2 separate regions of the Mus musculus genome follow, and region 1 is linked to region 2. The links are chromatin contacts, called in public Micro-C maps. All regions are on one chromosome and are shown on one strand. Each heading gives the region's core, a stretch centred on a gene start, on an enhancer-like site or on the middle of the called end of the contact. The rest is flanking DNA. Distances are from core to core; before and after follow the strand shown.

Region 1 (6,979 bases), core at 807-3,306, 470 kb after region 2:
AACAAGTAGAACATTCATGTTTTTTATAAAGGCAAGGCACAAAATCCAAGTCCTTGTTAGCTCAATATCTGCTTGTTATAAATAACAAAGAGTAAAGTGGGTAGAATATGTAAATGCTTTTATAAGAGAAGGATCCCTGAGTTTAAAAATGATAAACAATCTACAAGTCTGCATTTGAATAAACCAAGAAGATAGATTTCCACAATTGATTTCCATGTAAGGAAACTTAACTATTCTATTGTAATGGTTAGCTTTGCTTATCAACTTGACAGGATTTGGAGTCACCTAGGAGACACACTTCTGGATGCGCCCATGAGGGAGTTTTCAGAGAGCTTTAACAGGAAGGAAAACCTCCCTGAATGGCTGCCATTATCTCATGGCTGGGGCCCAAGACTGAACAGAAAGGGATGAAGGAGATAATGAGTTAGTAATAGAGTTTCTTCTCCCTGCTCACTGACTGTAGATGCAGTGTGACCAGCTGCATCATGGCCCCCATGATCCCATAGCCTCCCACCCACTGGAATTTGCCCCACTCCCCATGGTGGAAAGGTCCATTCAAATTGGGATTTACCCCTCAAATCAGAACAAACCCAAATGAAATCTGCACAAACCTAATAGATCTACCAGCCATGGAAGAATGCCAGTCACCAACTTCAAAAAGAACCTGACTCCTCAAGGGGGCACGGGTTGAGGCTGTGCCGTTTAAACTTCTATTGGGCACAGAGGTCAGCAGCTGAACATCTCCTACCCAGCCACAGACTAGTCCAGGACAAGGGAGACCATCTTCCCCTAAACCTTTAGTGGGGATGGGATAGCAGAGGAGACTGGGCATTTTGCTGTGGTCACCACTGTCACACCACCTACCTCTGTCTGGTGTCAGTAAGCCCTTGGCTAACTAGGACAAAGAGTGTTGAGTCACATTTAGTAACCTTGTCCCACCACTCATGCTTGTTAAGATGGCCACATCTTCTCCCATATCAGAGGCAGGGCACTGTTGACACCACACTTTCCTAGTCATTGTGAGCAAACCTAGGCATAGAGAGCTGTAGGTGTTCACCCTGTCACACTAGGGTGAAGCTCTGAGGAGTCAGGCAGGCCTGGGAGGCAGGCGCTGAGGCTTCTGGAGACATGCCAGAGCCAAATAGAAGCCCGGATACAGGTGTGAACTGCAAGTGCTCAGGACGACAGGAGTGTTGATGATCCCAGACCCGGTGACGCCGGGAAGCGTCCACAGAATGTCATTTCTTTTAGGTAGAGACTGAAAGTTGCACAGTGTTCGTGTCGGTGTGAAGCATTGCTGAAATGGATTGAAGACATTAGGAGCCACGGGGCCTTTGAAAGGTCAGATTCAGGGAAAATAGTAGACGTGTTGGTGGCACACGAATTAATGCAAAGCTCCTTTTCTGTGACTGGGTTCTGTTCAGTGAGGACCTCTAGACCCCGTGGAAAGGATCTTGTATAAAGGACTCTCCTGGAGACCAGTCTGAACAATTCTCTGGTAAGTAGTGGAACGGAAGGTCCTGTTTTTGGTATGTTGTAGACTGGCTCTTGGTGTGCCTGGTAAGAAGAGGCTCAGCTCACATAACTCTCTCCCAGGGAGCCCCAAACCGCTCCGGCAGACTGGCTAAGAACACAAGTAACTTCTCACAAGCAGGTTTCTCCGTCTAACTACAGTTCCCGGTTCCTCTAGTGTTTCTTCTCTCCTTGAGAACACATCCCAGCGTCCCTTCCTCACAACACACGTCTATCTAAAGCTCTCAGGGATGGGGTTTGGGGAGGGGAGATCTTGCTACCAGTGAGTAAAACCAGGTTTTCCACCAAGTCCCTGAAGAGCAGAGAGACCTCGCGTCCAGAACAATCACAGAGCCAGCTGTATCCCAAGTCTTCCGAAAGAAGTCCTGAGAGGCTCTCCTTATCCCAGGGACATCCCACGGCCAGCCCTTCCACTGGTCCTCTTCTTGGCTCAAGAGCTCCTGGTCGCCACGCAACAATGAAGCGTGGGCGGTCCTAGAAGCTTCATTTGCATGCTGCCGAGGCTCGACCAATGGGCTGCGTTGGGGCCTCGAAACACGGTGTTGCTATCTGCGCGAGCGCCTGTGCCAGTGTGACAGCGCCGTGGCCGTGGCCGTGGCCGTGGGGCGCGCGGGGACCGCCCGGGGTGCCCGCTCCGCTCAGCGTCCGGGCCGCGTGGCCCGGCGGAGCCCCGAGACCACCCCCGGGCGGGGCGCCGCCGCGATGTCGGTGGCTGGGCTCAAGAAGCAGTTCCACAAAGCCAGCCAGGTAGGGAGGCGCGCGCGAGGGGTTTCTGGAGGCGGCGTCCCCAAGGGGTTGCGGGCCATGGACTCGGGGTCTTCATCGGCTTCCTTCGGACTGGGTTTCTGGTCGGCTAGGAGGGCGCGGGGGGCGAGTAGCGGTCGCGCGCTCTGGGCTGCGCGTGTTGGTGCCTCCTCCCCCGAGTCTCGGGTCTCCCGCTGCGCCCTGGCGGTTGTAAATCTGAGCAGTTCGGCTGGCAAGGGATCGGAGGTGGTGGGCTTGGGGATGTGCGCCCGGAGGAGAGCTTTTGGGACCAAGACCGTGGTAGGCCTCCCTCCTGCCCCGGAATCTCTCGTCTGTCCGTTGGGACCCCCACCCCCACCCCCCGCACCCAGGACGCTCTTCTTGCGCCCTGGCTGGGACCCGGCAGTCTCTGTTTTGGCTTTCCAGGGGTTGGGGCTCATCGCTGTGGTCCTTCCCTTGCCGGCCGTCTTCACTGGGTTGGTTCGAGGTTGGCACCAGGCTCCTGCTCTCTCAAAGAGACAGTGTGATGAGGAGACCCAAAACACACACGTAAACAAACCGAGCTAGACACGCCTCCGCGGAAGAGGATGGCAGGTGATTCAGTGGGGGCTTCATGGGAAGCTTCCAGGAGGTGAAGACAGGGCATTTGGGGATTAAGCTTGAGAAAGGATTGTGTCTATGGATTGTTATAGGAAAAGGAGGGCTTTCTGAGCAGAGGAATCTGGAAACAGGGACACAGGAAAGTGTGTGTGTGTGTGTGTCACAAGCAAATTTGCTTTCTAACACTATACTCTTCACCAATGGTAGAGCCTATGTTGTAAAACCTGTTCACCAGCACCTGCGGAATTGTTGCCCTGCCCTCATTTCTTTCCCAGCCTCAGTTTTGCTGAAACCCAGGTGGACTTCATTGCATCTTAAGTCCACGTCGGTGGCGATGTCCCACTCAGGCTTTTCCTTCATATCGATCTTGAGATTGCAGCTGGCCTTAGAAAAATCTTTTTTTTTTTTCTATTCCAGGCGGAAAGACACTGCTAGTCCCTAAGTCACAGCTGGTCCACAAGGAAGCTAAGTGATGGCTGTTCTCAGCAGGGGACATAGGGCAGACAGTGATGCTATTCAGGATGTTAGAAATCCTGGAGGAGAAATCCTGAAATGCTGGGTGAGAGCAGAGATGGTGGATTCGTTGTTGTTTCTATAGTACTTACAAAAGTCTGTGGGATATTTCAGTTGTTACTGGCCTTTGGGCCATTGGCATATCTTATTCTGGAGTGTCTAAGTGATTTTGGGGAAATTCCAATTAAAATGAACATTTTAAAAAGGGAGAGCTGAGGCTAGTGGAGTCGCACACAGTAGTATATAAAGAGAGACTCTAGGGGGTGCTACACTCACCACAGGCACTGGCCACATTTGGACAGTGTTTTAGCCCAGTGCTTGATGAGTAGTGAGCACTTTATAAATGTATGTGTAATAAATGGACAATAGTGGGTTCAGAAGCAATAACTGCTATCACAAGATCATGGGAGGGGGCAGTCGAGTCATACAGAGGGTGGGTAAGCTGTCAGCTTCTACTTCTTTGGTAATGCTAGAGCAGCCAGGAGACCCAGAGTCTCTGTGGGCAAGGCCATGCTAGAGTAACTGCTGGACATGATTGTTACATTGTCGTGCTTAGCCCTAGCAGAAAATGAGGCGCTTGCTCTCTCTCTTTCTCCCCCCCCCTTCTTGGATATGGACTTTATAGGAGCAGCCTTGTGATCACACAGACTGAGTCCTTAGGCGCTTCAGGATGGCTTCTGACCATGGAGCAGAGTGGGTGGTTGAAATCATTGGACTTTACTGGATTTGGGGAAGTATACTGTGTCAGGAGGCTTGGTTCTATTCTTTACAATCAATCAAATCAAACTAGCAGGAGGCCTTCCAGGGGTCACCATTGTCCTTGGGGCAGGTGTGTTCTTACCCAGGCTCTATGCTTTTCCTGCCTGTCTCTGAAATATTTCGTACTTCATTTGACCAGAGAGAGTTTACATACTCTCTCTGGACTTACCAACATGGTGTGGTTAAGAGTACCTGACAGATAAGTTTCAAACCTGTTCTAGATATTTCCGTACTTCCCGCTCTTCTCTCCCCCACATCCAGGTCTTACATAGCCCACCCTAGCCTCAGAGCGGCTACACGGCCAAGCGTGATTGCAAGCTTCTGGGGCCCCACTTCTATCCCTCCAGGGCCCAGGATACAAGAGGGAGCACTCTGCCCAGTTTACACTGAGCTGAGGACTGAACCCAGGGCTCCACACATGCCAGGCAAACACTCTCCTGTCTGAGCCGCATCCCCACCCTCAGACTTCTAGAAGTCTTTCTTAGAAATTATGCAGTACAACCAGCTTGGAGAAATTAGGTTTTGTTTAATTTAATACAAGGGAGCAGAGTAATAAAGAATGCCAGATGTCCTCCAACAGTGTCTCCACAGCGGGCTTTAATTCATTTGGAGCTTTCCCGGGGCAGGGAAAGGGAGTCCCGAATGACATCAGTGGCTAATAATTCCCAGGGATTCAAGGCTGGCTCCTTGCCATGATCAGTTCTGCAACCTTGGAAATGTGACTTAACCCAACTTGGCCTCCTTGGCTTTCTCTCTGCATGATGTATGAGAGGATTCAGAGGTCAGGTCCCTGTGATAAACTTGATCGCACAATGTCTGCAAAACTCTTGTGTATGTGTGTGTGTGTGTGTGTGTGTGTGTGCGTGTGCACACACGTGTGCTATGTAGTGTGTGGGCGTCTGAGGAGGCCAGAAGGGAGCACTGGATCCCCTGGAGCTAATAGGGTTCTAGGTAGTTTTGAACCACCCAGTGTGATTACTGAGAACTGAGCACTGTATGAACTGTGTCCACTGGGCTGGAAGAGCAAAGAGCTTCTAATCATAGAACCATCTCTCCAGTCCCTTGATTGTACACTTAAATAAGCTGCATAGTATGTGAGTTGTACATATGCAGGCGCGCGCACTCACACACACACACACACACACACACACACACACACACGTGTACGTATACGTACCCACACATGCACACACAAGCAGGTACACACATGCATAAAAGAGAGAGAACATCCATCCATCTAGATATTGTGTATGTGTATCTCAGTTCTGAAATCCTTAAATATTTTACTTAAAATGTTTCAGACAAAGACAAAGACAATAGGGACCTTTTGGAAGTAAGGGAGTCTGGACCATGGCAGAGTAAAATGACTGAATGCCCTGGCTACCTGCCCCTCCTTTCCTGACCCTTTCCCTGTCATTGAGGAACAGAGCCCTTGGTTTCCCAGAAAATGAGCTGTCAGCCCTGGACATGATGCCTCATTGTGCCAGGTTTCTTGAGTTTGTCACTAAACACTTTTCAAACTCTTTACCAAAGTTTTAAATAGAACCAGTTGTTCTGCAGGGCTGAGAGTGGAGTTGGTGGAAAGCAATGCAGAGTTCAGAGCTGCCCCTGTGGCTTCTTGCTAAGTACAGCACACAAGCAATAAAGAGATGCTCTGGTCATGCATCTATGTGCTCATCCACTGAGTCTGGGTGCTCGGGCCTGGATGCTCTCCTAACAGCTGCGTTCTTTTCATTCCAGGACCTTCTGACCTCCCAGGGGCTTGAGTCATAGTCCCATGGAAGCCCAGGAACCAGTATCATTTCTGTCTCTCCTCTCCTAAGTCTTGTAGGCCCCATGTTGAATTTACTTCTTTGAGCTTTTATTGTGACATGACCTAACAACATCGTAGGAGATGAGGAAGCCCTTAAGTTAGCTTTTTGGTAACGCAATCTTTCTCTTTTAATGCATCAAGTTCAAAAAGGCTGAGTGTCCATAAGGTCCATGTGTCCCTGACATATCCCCCTGCAGACACTGCCTGTGCAGGCTGGCCATTTATGGGCAAATGCTTCAGGGGAAGATGGCCCTGGTGAGTGATAAGCTGCTCTAGGGAGACAATGAATGTCTTTTGTTTCACTTTCTCATTAGAGAAAAAGATAAAAATGCACTTTGAAAAATCCATAATGATTTATTCTTTCTCTTAGATGCATTGGAAAATATATTAAAGATCAGACATTCTTGCTATCTTTTCACACAGACTGTTTGACAAATTAATTCATAAATCTGAACTCTTTGGTTTGAAAGCCGGGGTCCTAGAGTGGATGTCTAAACCAAACTGATTAGGAGTTTGTTGTTTTGTTTTGTTTTTGTTTTTGTTTTAAATAACTAAAAGATCCAATATAACTCAAACATTCTTTACATTTCCTTCTATAAAGTAAAAATATTACCCAGGGTGTCCTTTGTGATTTAGCTGTAAAGCACACTGGAAACCAGAGTTTCTCCCTGGTTAGATGAGCTTTTTAGTTTTATTAAGTACGTTGAATGCAATTGTATTTTCCAACACTAAGTATGTGGAGGGGTGTGTGCCGTGTGGGGACAGGATGACCCGGAAACTAAAGTCCTTAGGAGACAGAATGGATAGAATACTTTACTCAGCTAAGTGGTAGGTAAACATATGGTGGATGTTGGAGCTCAGCAGAGTGTGGGCAGTTAGATTGTGCGCACCTCTGTGTTCCTGACATCGGGAAGTGCATGGGCTGGGAGGGGTTCATCCTGGAGCTGCCTTTAGACTCCTGCTGTTGGTGCCCCTCTGAAACAGCCTTTTGTTGGCCCTTCCCTTGTAGCTGCCCAG
Region 2 (7,026 bases), core at 637-3,136:
TACAGTCACATAAACTACAGAAGAAAATATATGGTAAAATGGCAGGGAGAGGTAAGAGCTACAAACCAGCCATTCGCTACAAGAAGTGAGTAATACCCATTTATTGAGTGATGTTAAAATGACATGAAAGACATGTGCTGCGTTTAAACAAAATGCCCAAGCTACTCCTCCCTGCTTTTACACAAACAAAAATTATTTTCTGGAATTTTCTTTGAGCTTTTATGAGTAAATGTTTTCATTCCCACAGACCTATTTTAACCCCAGAGTTTCAGTATTTGTTTCTGATTTGCAAGTAGGCTCACTGGTTTTGTGTCACCCGAGGGGGAGGGGCAGAGGAAGAGTTAAAATCACCAGGTCCTTTTACCTTCCACGTGTGCCAACTCCTTCCCAAAGCTTTTGTTTTTTAACTATGAAACCTGAGCGTCTCAAAGATTCCTTCTGCTCAAAGATGAGTTCTTTCATATCTGCTGAGAGATGGCTGAAAATGTTACAAAAATCTGCCTTCTGGGTAGGATGACTGTCTATCTCTGGCCTCCCAGTCGTCCAACATAAGTCTCTTGGATAGGCATCAATATTCCTAAGCAAACTTCCGATGGGCCCTCTGTCCCCCTTGTTCCATCTTGGCGTCCACAGCCATCTGCTCTCCTACCCGGAGCTCTACCTTGCTTGCCTCTGCTCCCTCCAAAACTCTACCAGCTCCACGGAGAAAGCCACTCCTGAGGCTTGTCTGGAGCTAAGCACAGTAAAGCCACTGCCCCATAGGGGCTGGTGGGGCCACCAGGGCGATCATGACTCTTCCCATGGCACCCATCCCCAAAGGGAAGCTAGTTCTCTAGACCACCTACACAGCAGAGGCCTCTGGGCCCCATGAAAGGCTGTTTGAAGAACACTGGGCTCAGCAGCAGAAGACAGACCTCTGATGTCCTTAACCATCCTCATGGCCAGTCAGGCAGTGGCCTAGCTTCTGCCGGTGAGCAACCACACACTAAGTATTCCCCTTTTACAAATGTATCAGCTGTTCAAGCTGGGAGAAGTCTCCCAACTAAACCGGCCTCAGTTTCCTCTTGTGGAGAGCAAGCACACAAACCATATCTCGCATAGAGACTGAAACACCATGAGTGTGCGCTCACATCGGCGAGCAGATGTAAAGAGTTACTGTGTTATTAGCACAGTGGCTCCTGACTCACAGCGCCTACTGCTCGGAGAGACGCCGAAGAGAAATCAATCCTGCTTTTAAAATTACTTTATATACTCAGGAGCATTAGTCACTTCAACTGAGTGCTCCAACTTCCCTCCCAAGCATCTGGAGCCTCACCTAGGTGCCTAACAGATTGTCGCATCTCAACGCTGCCTACAAGTCCACTATTCCTACGCTGAAGGGTTATTATTGGGTGTGTTTCCTTTCCAGGAAAACTTCGATTTCTATGTCGCTGGCTGTAAATGCAGCCGTGAAGAAAGGCAAACTGCTTTTCACACTCACAAACCCAGGCCCTGGAGTTGCTCGCGCTAGGGGCAAGGAGACCGCGGAATGGCCGAGGCGCCGAGACCAGCCCGGGTGCGGGTCCCCGCCAGGTGTCTCCGCGCCCGGCTGGCTGAGACGGGAAGGGCCGTGGGCTCCAGGCGCAAAGTCCGCGCCCAGGCCGGGGGCGCCCCGAGCTCCCGCCGCAGCACGCGACCGGCGGCCCGTAGCCCCTCGCGGGCGCTCCGCGAGCTCACTCACCCCATCTCCGGCGCTGCTCGTGCGGCCGCTCCGACGGGGCCCCTGGCGTTCGCTCTCCGCCCGCTCGGCAGCTGCTCCCCGCGCGGCACATGCGGCGGCCCGAGTGCGCCCGGCTCAGCCCCGGCGCCGTTCCATTCCGCCGGCTGCGCGGCTGCTCTGCCGGTGTCGGGGCCGCCGCCAGGCGCGGGCGGGCGGGAGGGCGGGGGCTGGGCGGCCGGGGGCTGGGCGGCCGCGCTCGGGCGGAGCCGCCGGTCCCTCCCGCCCGCTCCTTACGTAACCTCGTGGCCCCCGGGCCGCCGCCGCCCGCCTGGAGCTGGGGGCGCGGCAGCGTGTGCAGCGTCCCCCGCGCTGCCGCGCAGTCGCCGCTTCTTCCAGCAGCCCCCTCCTCTCCTGTGTCGACCCCGCACCCGCGCGCCCTGCCAAGCTTGGCGCCGCGCCTCGGACGGGATGTCCCACCTGCTGGACTTGAAGTCGCAGCTGGCAGGGACTTTTTGGCCACCTTTAGTTTGCAGATGAGGGAACCGAAGCCCCCCAGGGAGGAGAAATGATGTGACCAAGGTCACAGTCTCAGATTAGATCTCACGTCTCCAGAGTCTGAGATGGGCAGGACCACGATTTGCTCCCCACCCCATTTAATGCCCACCTTCGTCTTCCTGCCCACCTGTCTGGCTGAGTGGCCTTAAAATCCTGGAGGGTAAGATGGCAAGGAGGATTCTGTAGCCCAAAGCAGGTTCCCTGAACTCTTCCCTGGGTAAAGACAGAAACGCACACCCTCAGCATAGCGAGTTGGCAAAATTTGAGAGGCTTCCTTAAGCTTGGCTATGATTCCCTACCAAAGGCCAGCACTGGAGCCAACCTAACCATCACCCCACACTGGGCCTTCCACGGGATTGTCTTCGGCTGAGCACACATTGCCCACACAAGCCTGGCATCTCTGGACAGACAGGGACTGGGAGGAGAAGGCAAGGACAAGCAACTGGAATAGGGCCACCACCGTGCCCCTGCCCTCATTTCCCTTCAGGCCACTGTGACTAGCTACCTAGCTCCTTCACCTCACAAGAGCACCCACCCCATTTCTAAACGGTGGTCAGTAATTTCTGAAATACAAGTTGATCTGAGGCTCCCCTCCCACTGTCCTTGGGATGAGCCTGGCCAGTCCACTACCACCTCCAGCCCTCTCACTTTGCCCTTGCTCGCCGCACTCCAGCCAGCTGGCCATTCTCTCAGCCTACCCACGTGCTCTTCTTTCTGTCTGGGAAGATTTTTTTCCCCTTCATTCCTACATGTGCTTCAGATCACTGTTACACTGTCGCGTCCCTTAGGGGCTTAACCGAAGGCCGTGGATGGCATTGTTCCGGTCCATTTTTCTTCCTTGCACTTACTGTTAGTAGTATCTCGTGTAAAATTATTGGTTTAATATTCCAGACACACCTGCAAACTCTTAGAAAGATGTGGCTTTTTGCCCATAATTGTAACCTCTACTACCTACAATGGGAATTCAAAGTCTTCCACCAATATTTGTTGAATGAATAAGTAAACAGACCAAGCCCTATCTATACAAAATTGGTCAGGATCTGTGCACACAGGTGACTCTGTTTAGAGCCAAGACTAATGAACAGTCAGCCCCAGAGGAAGTTCTTCTAACACAAGCTGAATTCCAAAGACCAGGGCTGTGCCAAGGTGCTGAAGGGAAGGGGTCACTGGTAAAGTCCCAGAAAGAAGCCAGAAGTAGGAGGATCAAAAGCAGGAGCCAGCAAATGTGTGTTAGGGGTATGGAAAACAAGACTCTGAGCAAAGGAGCCCAGTGGTGTTCAAGCCCTGGCTGGGAGGTCCATCTCTTTGCTCCTCAGATAGACAGGGTGCACCCACATCACCTTGGCAGGATGCAATGAGGCCAAGCAGGTGGGGTGGTGAATCGCAGCCAGTGCTCTGTGGTTAAATTGGCTGTCCTCTGTGTAGAAGGCTCTGAGGGAAGAGAGAGAGGAAGGGTGGATCAAACTCAAGGTCTGGGAAGGGATGTGCTTTCTTCACCTTCTCCAAGCTACTCTAGGAAGAGGGGTGTGGAGAAAGTGGACTCTGCTACTCTTCTCCTCTCCTTCAACCCAAGGCTTCCCGGGCAGTTCTCTCTGATGGCTCCCTACTCCGTCTCATTTTCTCGAGTCATCTTCACTGCACTCTCTCATCATCTTGGACTCTTCCCAAGAGATGGGCATTCACTTCCCAGTTAGAGGTCTTGCTGGCAAACACTTACTGTGGAGCATCACTCCTCCCTGTGATCAATACCCTAGTTGACAATGGAGAAGGCTGAAAGGAAGAGACTCTGTGCCCGTGGCTAAGGCCAGGCTAGAGAGAGTCTACATAGGCCAGTTAGCTGGGTATAAAAGGTGCCGGTGGTGAGGACAAAGCTGAGAAAGAAAGACCGTGGTCTTGGAGAAAACAGGGGAGAGTGTGATCTGAGCCTAATAGATGAACTAGTCCTGGAGAAGGGAAGAGGTTTTGCCTCAGGCAGGAAAGGCTGGGGCAAGATTTACCTGGAGAGCCTCTGAGGAAGCAAGGACACCTAGTGAGCATGCAGGAGAGAACAGATAGGAGAGAAGTAAAATTAGAAACAGAAGAATTGGGGCTAGAGAGATGGCTCAACCATTAAGAGCTCTGACTGCTCTTCTGACGTTCCTGAGTTCAAATCTCAGCAACCACATGGTGGCTTACAATCATCTGATAATGAGATCTGACACACTCTTCTGGTACTGTCTAAAGACAGCTACAGTGTACTTAGATATAATAATAAATACAGAGTTGAGCAGGCTCAACTGAATTCAAATTCCAGCAGCCACATGATGGCTCACAACCATCATCAGTACAGCTACAGTGTACTCACATACATAAAACTAAATAAATCTTAAAAAAAGAAAAAGAAAAGAAAAGAAACAGAAGAATTACAGCCAAACACTAGGCAGAGCCAGGGGAACCCCATAAGAAGACAGGGAGAAAGGATTGTGGGAGCCAGAAGGGTCAAAGATATCAGGAGAACACAGCCCACAGAATCAACTAAGCAAGGTTCATGGAGCTCACAGACACTGAAGGGACAATCAGATCCTGTATGAGTCTGAACTAGGGTCTCTGCATATATGTTATAATTGTGTAGCTTGGTGTTCTTGTAGGACTCCTAACAGTGTGTGGGGGGGTGTCTTTTGCCTGCTCTTGGGACCCTTATCCTCCTACTGGGTTGCCTCATCCAGCCTTGATATAAGGGTTTGTGCTCAGTCCTATTTTACCTTGCTTTGCTGTGTTCGGTTGATATCCCTACTCCTAGGGATATTCTTTTTCTGAAGAAAAATGGAGAAAGGGTGGTTCTCGGGGAGAGGAGAGGTCAGGAGGAATGGAGGAATGGAGGGAATGGAAACTGTAAGAGTAATAAGAAAAAAAAACCATAAACATAGGAGTTGGGAAAAAATTTTAAAAACAGAGTGTTAGACAAAGCTGTAGTTGGAAATAGGGCGAGTGCTGCTTCTGAAGGCTGGAGGCCACACTCTGACCACCATAAGCTCAGGGACTCAGAACATTTGTCATTCTGTGCGGGTATCAGATCTGGTGATCACTGGGCACAGACCTTGGGCTGAGGATTCTGCGTCCTAACTGGACCAGATCAGATAACCTTGAAGAGCTTGTCAGCAAGCTATAGCCAAGTCAGTAAAGTAAGGAAATGAAGGGACGGCTGCAGCTCAGTGGCAGCATGCTTGCCTGCATCCCCAAAGCCCTGAGCTCCACTACTAGTGTCACAACAAATGGAAACAGAGCAGCTCCCTCGTGCCTACTAGCTCGCCAGAGACTCCTGGGCAAAGAAGCACCATGCAGACTCTGTGCCTAGCAAGCTAGTAGTACTCCATAACTTGCTGGCTTCTTGCTCTCAAGGGCTAGCTTCTGGAGATGCGAGGCAGGAAAAAGGTAAGTTGAGCCTCTGAGACATCTTTAAAGTTATGACTACTACTAGTTGTAGTAGTAGCAGTAGCGGTAGTAGAAGTACTTATTGTGTGTGCATGCTTTGTTCAAGTGCAGATATTCATGCTATGGTGCACATGGTGTAGACAGCTTTAGGAAGTCCTTCCCTTCTGCTGTGAGTTCTGGGTATTGAACTTTACCCACTGAGCCACCTTGCCAGCTTCACTTAAAGCATCCTGTCTTTCCAAAAAAAATAATATTAAGAAGAACATGGCCCCAAACGACAGAATTCCAGCTGTAATCCCAGCACTAAGGAGGCTAAGGAAGATCACTACAAGTCCAAGGTCAGTCTGGGCTATGCTGTGAGATGTTCTCCCTAAACAAACAGAAACAAACCAACCTGACTTGGTATAGACGGTGTCAAAGGATACAGATGTTCCAGGCATGGTGGCATGTGCTTGCAATCCCAGCCACTCAGAGGCAGAGGCAGGAAGATCCAGGCCAATCAGGGCTGAAGAGTGAGACTTTCACTCCTGCCGCCCCCCAAAAGGATATACAACAATGGTGAGATGTATAAAATAAATATATGTAGGATGGTTTAAACTACCATCACCATCTCCTATGCTCCACATAAGGATAGGCAGAACTTAGTGACTTGATTCCAAAGAATAAGATATGGAAAGTGGAACAGTTCCTCGATAGTGAAAGCCCCTGGCAGCTGCTGTCTTAACCACAAGACTAGCCAAGGTTACTATCACCAGTGATGTCTCGTGGACGTTATATACTTCTTTTGAGAGGGTATGACAAAGAGGGCCTTCACTTATGTGGTATTTCCCTCCGAATCCATAACACCAGTCTGTTCATGAGAAGTACTACAGGCAGTGTTAATGTGAGAAACCGTTTGTAAATGCCTGGCCAATTCTCAAAGCTGTCATGGTCATCATGTACAAGAGAAGATGGGAGAGCTACCAAGACCAGAGGAGACTATGGAATGTGGCAACTACCAATATGGTATCTAGATTAGATCCTGAAAGGAGAAAACCTGATTAAATCTTGAGTTGTCCAGATGACTCATTGGGTAGAGGTGGTTGCTAAACAGACCTGGAAACTGACATTCAGTCTCCAAAAACACGTAAACAGGAGAGAACTCTTACTCTACACATGTGTTCTGACCTCCCATGTACACCAAGGCATGCAAGCCTCCCTGCCCCCACAAAAAATAAATACAACTTAAAAAAAAATCTAAAACTTACAAATCTAGAGTTTGTTAATAATGTAACCCTGTTGATCCCTTACTTAAATAACAAAGGTCTCGTGGTAATATAAGATGTTAAAAGGGGAAACTGGGCAGCCAAAATACCTTATCC

What was found. A called contact is a pair of places that touch in the nucleus more often than the background predicts.
Region 1: a Micro-C map of embryonic stem cells shows a contact between it and region 2, with 8 times the contacts expected there. The contact joins the promoter of Sh3gl3 here to the promoter of Homer2 in region 2. A contact is called at or near these places in 1 of 39 promoter capture datasets (pre-B cells), 1 of 484 Hi-C or Micro-C datasets (embryonic stem cells) and 2 of 9 other capture datasets (adipose tissue and liver).

What each region holds. Positions count from the first base shown.
Region 1 is chr7:82,172,740-82,179,718 of GRCm38.p6, forward strand. Sh3gl3 (SH3-domain GRB2-like 3) reads left to right here and starts at 2,057. Exons shown (of 9, transcript NM_017400.7): 1 at 2,057-2,280. The coding sequence starts at 2,236.
Region 2 is chr7:81,705,039-81,712,064 of GRCm38.p6, forward strand. It overlaps Homer2 (homer scaffolding protein 2), which reads right to left and starts at 1,887. Exons shown (of 9, transcript NM_001164086.1): 1 at 1,721-1,887. The coding sequence starts at 1,725. Gm32579 (a long non-coding RNA gene) reads right to left here. Exons shown (of 2, transcript XR_391652.2): 2 at 3,114-3,685.